2 separate regions of the Mus musculus genome follow, and region 1 is linked to region 2. The links are chromatin contacts, called in public HiChIP or PLAC-seq maps. All regions are on one chromosome and are shown on one strand. The core of a region is the stretch at or near the end of the contact, and the rest is flanking DNA. Distances in the headings are between cores, read along the strand shown. Region 1 overlaps Cdkal1 (CDK5 regulatory subunit associated protein 1-like 1). Region 2 holds the start of A330102I10Rik (RIKEN cDNA A330102I10 gene).

What was found. HiChIP or PLAC-seq counts read pairs in DNA pulled down with a chosen protein or histone mark.
Region 1: an H3K4me3 HiChIP or PLAC-seq map of embryonic basal ganglia shows a contact between it and region 2, with 4 times the contacts expected there. The contact joins the enhancer-like site here to the promoter of A330102I10Rik in region 2. A contact is called at or near these places in 1 of 484 Hi-C or Micro-C datasets (the N1E-115 cell line) and 4 of 115 datasets of contacts at active chromatin or transcription factors (embryonic basal ganglia, embryonic forebrain, embryonic hindbrain and 1 more).

The regions. Positions count from the first base shown.
Region 1 is chr13:29,369,628-29,372,700 of GRCm38.p6, forward strand. All of the region lies in intron 13 of Cdkal1 (CDK5 regulatory subunit associated protein 1-like 1), which reads right to left. Among named protein-coding and RNA genes, the nearest start is that of A330102I10Rik, 350 kb to the left of the region's middle. Within about 2 kb of position 1,509, at least 68 of the 459 cell types and tissues checked have an H3K27ac peak or open chromatin away from gene starts, as enhancers often do. A contact at or near this core is called in the N1E-115 cell line, embryonic basal ganglia and embryonic forebrain, where this site is marked.
Region 2 is chr13:29,014,815-29,017,584 of GRCm38.p6, forward strand. A330102I10Rik (RIKEN cDNA A330102I10 gene) reads left to right here and starts at 1,441. Exons shown (of 5, transcript NR_045074.1): 1 at 1,441-1,577; 2 at 1,896-2,065.

The DNA.
Region 1 (3,073 bases), core at 259-2,758, 350 kb after region 2:
AATAAAATCATGTAAAATTCTACACTGGTTTTTAGACTCTTTTCTTTTTTTGTTTTGTTTTTGTTTTTCGAGACAGGGTTTCTCTGTAGCCCTGGCTGTCCTGGAACTCACTTTGTAGACCAGGCTGGCCTCGAACTCAGAAATCTGCCTGCCTCTGCCTCCTGAGTGCTGGGATTAAAGGTGTGCGCCACTACTACTACGCCTGGCTTAGACTGTTTTCTTGTTAAAACACCACTTTTGGTAAACTGACTTATATATAAGATTAAGTCTAAGTGTACCAGTTTCTTTTCACTTTTAAAAGGTGGTACTGGGGACCCTCCTCCAGGTCTATCTGGACAAGTGTAGTTCTCATCCCTACCAAGGAAGCGTCTCTTTGCAACAGAGGGAAAACCATGGAAAACCACCCCCAATTGGTATGTAGAGTTGTGGAGGCTAGTCCCAACTGATATCTATAGCACGACTTCTACACCTAAGATTCAGGATCATTGGAGAAGAGGGGACAGGAAGGTTGTAGGAGCCAGAACGGGCAGTTTTCTGAGAGACTCTGTTCCCTAGAAGTGTCATAAGCTACACCCATGAAGTCTCATGAGCTGAACAGGAAGGGATGGGTTGTCCAATACTGAATGGTTAGCCCTGAAAATATATGCACACAAGTAACATTATATAGATCAAGCAGGCTATATTCATGAATTTAGGAACACACACACACACACACACACACACACACACACACGGAACGGGGACTTGAGCACATTTTAAAAAATATGGCTAGCAGGAAATTAAAAAAAAAATCTGTAGTTTACCCTGAGTTTTTCCTGCACATGGGTACTCTAGATCACTGTGATGCTGTCAGAGACTCTCACAGGTCACACCACCCCTTGTACTATTCAGAAGAGGGCCATTCAGGTAAGTCTTAGATAAGAAGGCAGCTGTATCTGCAAATTGTAAAGACAGGCTCGATTGTTGTTTGGGCCATTAAATTATTCCTGCGTCTCTCCAACCCCCTCCAAATTACAGCTTCCCTAACATTTTAGGGTGTAATCAATTTGAGATTTTACACTGGGATTTTTGGGACATCCTGGGACTAGGAGAAAGATGATCCAAACTGTCACATATTCTTTATGACTGAAAAAGTGGCCACAGAAACAGCAATAGCAGAGGAACTTAAAAAAGGCAGAGAGGGGGATGCTCATTTCCAAACTTAAACAAAAAACAAAAAACTTTAAGCCAAAAAAAAAGAATGCCCAAAACACATACCGGCTTTGGTAAAATAAATCTTTTATTATCCACCTCTCTACCAGAGAAGTCAGTGTACACAGGAGTGATAAATAACAAGTGTGGTGAGACACAGCCCACTATCTGCCAACCATTTGCCAGTCAGGACTGAGGCCGAGGAAGCAGAGAGGATTAAGCAGAAATCAAAGACTGCCAAGCTCTAATGGTGTCTAATTAGCATAACAAAAGACACAGCCACAATCTTTCAGCAGCGGGCCATACATCTCATTAAAGAAGACTGAATAGCAATTATTCTCTCCTGCTATCCTTCCTTTCCCTTGCTTCTAGGCTTAGCTCCGGGAGACCCTGAGACCAGAGCTGGAGAGCCTCTGCTTTGTTAGCCAAGCATCTGGGCAGTAGGGGGAAAAATCCACTTGCAGGACCAGACACCTGCACTCTCAGTCTTCTCTGCTGGGGCAATGGATCTTCTTAAGCACAAGCAAGTCCTGCTATCCATCTGATAGGACTCCCACCGAAAGAGGTCTTTGTTGACCTAACAAAACAAAACAAGACCCCAAACTAAATCCCATCCCCCTTAAAAGTCTGCATTGAAAGAAACTTACTTCTACCTATGTGCTTCTCTTCCCCCAGCCTAGCAATTCCTTCTCAATGTTATGTCCCTGTCTGAGACATAATGAAGCGAAATTGAAATCCTACCACATTCTATTGCAACCTGTAATTAGCTGGGTGCACACGTACATGCACACATCATGCAATTTAAATGAGAGTCTTGGTTCAGACCTCGTCTCTGTGCTTCCTTTGGATGACAGACAAGTGTGAAAATACATGAAATTCAACACGGGGAGACAGACAGGACTTGTGGACAGGGGACTTTTTTTTTTTGCACATATTTAAACCAAGAATAAAAGATCCCACTGAACCAAATAAGCAAACAAACTTATTTCTCTAGAGTGATTGCTAAAAAAACCAAAAGTCTCAATGAATTCTAATATTCATCTATTCTGGGGTAAGGGCTGAGCCAGAAGATGAATAAAAAAAAATGACACAGTCATTTAATCTAAGCAATTATCAGTTCTGAACACTACTTTTTGATCAGTAATGCCCTTCTCAAAAGGAAATTTGGTGCGAGAGTTCTTTGATTTTTCCCCCCCCTTTCCCATAATGGCTTCAGCTGCCAAGCACAATATTGCACTGTGGACTGAAGCCAAATCTAGCCAGGTCTGTGGCCGCTCTAGGAGAGCTGTTTATCACAGATGCAGACAGGAACCTTTGCTGCAGCTCCCAGAATGGCACAGGAAAAAGCAGCCAACTGGCTGGCCTGCCTGGGAAAACCTATGCAGTCTGTCTGGGCTTTCCAAACTCCTCTAGGACTACTGTATGGCAGGCACCAGGAGACGCTGGGACCACTGAAGCTAGACTGAAAGTTGTCCAGACACTTGAAGGCTATAATATTTTGTGTGGGACAGTACATAGTTGAAATAGCCTTTGGGGAGCACTTAAATCCTACAAGGCCTTCTAATATGTGGTAAAGGACTTGGGACTCCAGAGTTGTGCTAGACCATAGTCCCTGTTTTATGGTCCTAACCAGTACTAGGCCCATCCATGCTCCTCTCATATGCCCTGTGCTCAAGCACATATTCCTGCCACCCTAAAGTCACACAAAGTCAGACCTTTCCTTTTTCCCAGTGACTGGTCTGAGACTTCATAGAGACTCCTTGGGGTTTGCATAGAAACACTACTTTCTGAAGTGAACACTACTTTCCTCTCTTGGTGGCTCTCCCTGCCCTTTCTTATTTCACTCCTTAATGAAGTTCCTTCCCAGGTTTTAAAAGGAAGC
Region 2 (2,770 bases), core at 191-2,690:
AAACCAGATTTATTGGCCTAACTCAATCTTAGTCCTCTCTGGATGCAGGACAGCTGTCGGCTAGCAGGGACACAAACAGCCATCAAGTGGAGAGTCGTTGGGACTTTGGTCTGTGTGCAGGTGGAGCCTGGAAGACTGACAGTCTAATTTCGGTCATCTAATGACTTCTTATTTTCCTAACTAATTGTGCTTGCTAAGCACACAATGGTCTGGATTAGTCTTGGAGCCTTCATCAAGTTGGGCTGCAAATCAGGATGCCAGCAAGCCTGCAATAGCCTTGGCTCCCTCCTGTGTGATGCTATGCTAATTCCCAGGATGGGTCACTCTGACAACAAAAAAGAACGCTTGACTTCTCTTGTGATGCTAGAAGAACATAATTCTTTTTTGCAGCGATTCTCTCTCTCTCTCTCTCTCTCTCTCTCTCTCTCTGTGTGTGTGTGTGTGTGTGTGTAAAATTCATCAAACCAAAGAGCCTAAGAGAGATCATTGTGGATGTGGCTTTTAATGATTTGCGGGAGAAAAAGAAAAAGAAAAAGAAAAATGACAGCCTGTGGAGACGCCGATTGGAGAAAGCAGCACACTGTGGTTATTGCCAATTTGAAATACTGGGTTTGTGAAGCCAAGCCCTAAGGGAGTAGCCGGGTAACTGAGAAAGAGATCGTAGATAAAGAAATAAAAATGACAAGCGTAATGGAGGCTGTGCGAAGGGACTGTCAGAGCATCCGTTCATGGATGGCAATCTTGCCAGGCAGAGATTGAATAATTCATAGATGGAAACTACCCTGCCTTCACCTTCCCATTTAAACCGGGCATGAGCTGAATCTCTAATAAATTTTCAAGATAAAGTAAAATGCCAATTTGAATCTGAAGAGCTTTTAAAAGCAGATGTCGCATCCCCCCGAATCGTTCAGTATCTTTCACAATTACACTCTGAGGACTGCACTTCATCAGGAAGCACCGTCACCGGGGAAAATGACTGTGATTACAATAGCAACAATAGAATGCCATCGAATGATCTCTAATTTACCTAATTTGCTAAGACTGACTGGCTTAAATACCCATTGTGTGTTGCTGGTGCCCTGTCCGTGGATCTCTCTCAAGACAGAACAAAAGTGGTGTACTGTGTGTGCTCCCTTGGTTCACACAGTCTGGCAGAGATCGGTCTTCTAAGTTACAATGTCTCTTTCGTCGGCTTTTCATCTTTGTATTTTTTTATATTTTTACTTTTTTCCTAATGCTTTGTCCTAAATGCCTTTTGAGGGAAAATGGCAAGCAGTGACTTGTTAATTTATACACTTCTTAAATTTTAAAATATACAGGCCTGGGTCTATTTGAGGAGAGGGCAGATTTGGTGCTGGGAGAAGGATTTAACAAGCCAGCCGGGATGGGGTGTGTGTGCGTACGCATGTCGTGCTCGTGCATGAGTGCGTGCAAGTGTGTGTGTGTGTGTGCGCGCGCGCGCGCGCGCGTGCGCGAGTGCACATGCACGTGTTGTGTTGTGTTTCCTCCATAAGAAATTCTTTTCCTGGATTTGTGATCCCTGTGGAACATTAAGAACCTCTCCGATTGAATCTCAGGTAGTAAAGCCGGCAGCCACTCCACGTAGCTCTTTCAGAAAGGCTGTGTGCCTGATTCCTTGATGCATCAAGGCTTTTAGGCTACTTGGCTGTGTTTGTGTCTGCTCAGCGCACAGAAGTCTGTGCTAAAGAGAACTTTCTGTCTGGCAGAGTGCCCTGCTCATTCGTCTTGGGGTGACTATGCCATTCTGAGGAGGTGGCACGGGGCTATCCATCCTCCCTGGGGAACAGAGCGGAATCATTTAGCAGACACTGGGGTTTCTGGAATTGTCCTTATAGCATGGAGACAGCATGCCAATCAGTATTTGAATATTTCAGGGAGGAACCGGAGGTATGAATGACAACTGTTTGAGAAGAAGGTCCCAAATCCCTCTCTTAAAACCTTGGGATTGTGCTTGAGACTCAGCCCCGATGTGTTCCGTGGTGAGTCACTCACCTGGTTTACCCACACTGTATGCTCCCCCTACCTGCCCCTACCTTGTCATAAGGTAAGTTGTGTTGCTAGTTATTTATATAATAAGCATGAGTGATCCTTATTGTGTGATGTTAGTGGGAATGCGCTGTTGATGTTGCCTTTTCTTCCCATTGTGTTCACACCATGCTGGGGCAGACTTAGAACTTTGTGTTAAAATATGGCATATTGAAGCATGACTTAAATATTGTAGGTTTTTTCCCCCTCTCTATTTTTTCTTTCTGAGTGCATCCAAGGCTTTAATAGTGTTTAAGGAAAGGGGGAAACAGCTTTATGTAGTGAACACTTTGCTTAAAAGCAGTAAGCAGTGTGCTGGCTAGTACTTCTGTTACCACAATGCTGCTTTAGGTAGCCTGTTCCGGAAAGAGGCTCTATTGTGAGTATGTGAAAGTCCACACTACGCCCATGCCAGCATCTCCTTCCCTTTTTTGTAATTAAAACGTAATTAAAAAGTTTTGCTTATCAGCAAGGGATTTAACTTCTGACACCTTAAAGCTATTGAAGAACTGGGGTGTGAACAGGATAGTCATGGAGTGAACCGATTGGATTTTCTGTTCAGCATTTAACAGGTATGAGTACCTTCAAATTATCCAAGAATAATTGGAAACCAGGCTAGTCATTTGGGGAGACCCATAACAAACCGATCTTCGTTATTGGGTAAGAATAGCAAGTCGGGAGCTTATTTTTTAATAAGAGGATTTAGACATCAGAATCTTGGAAA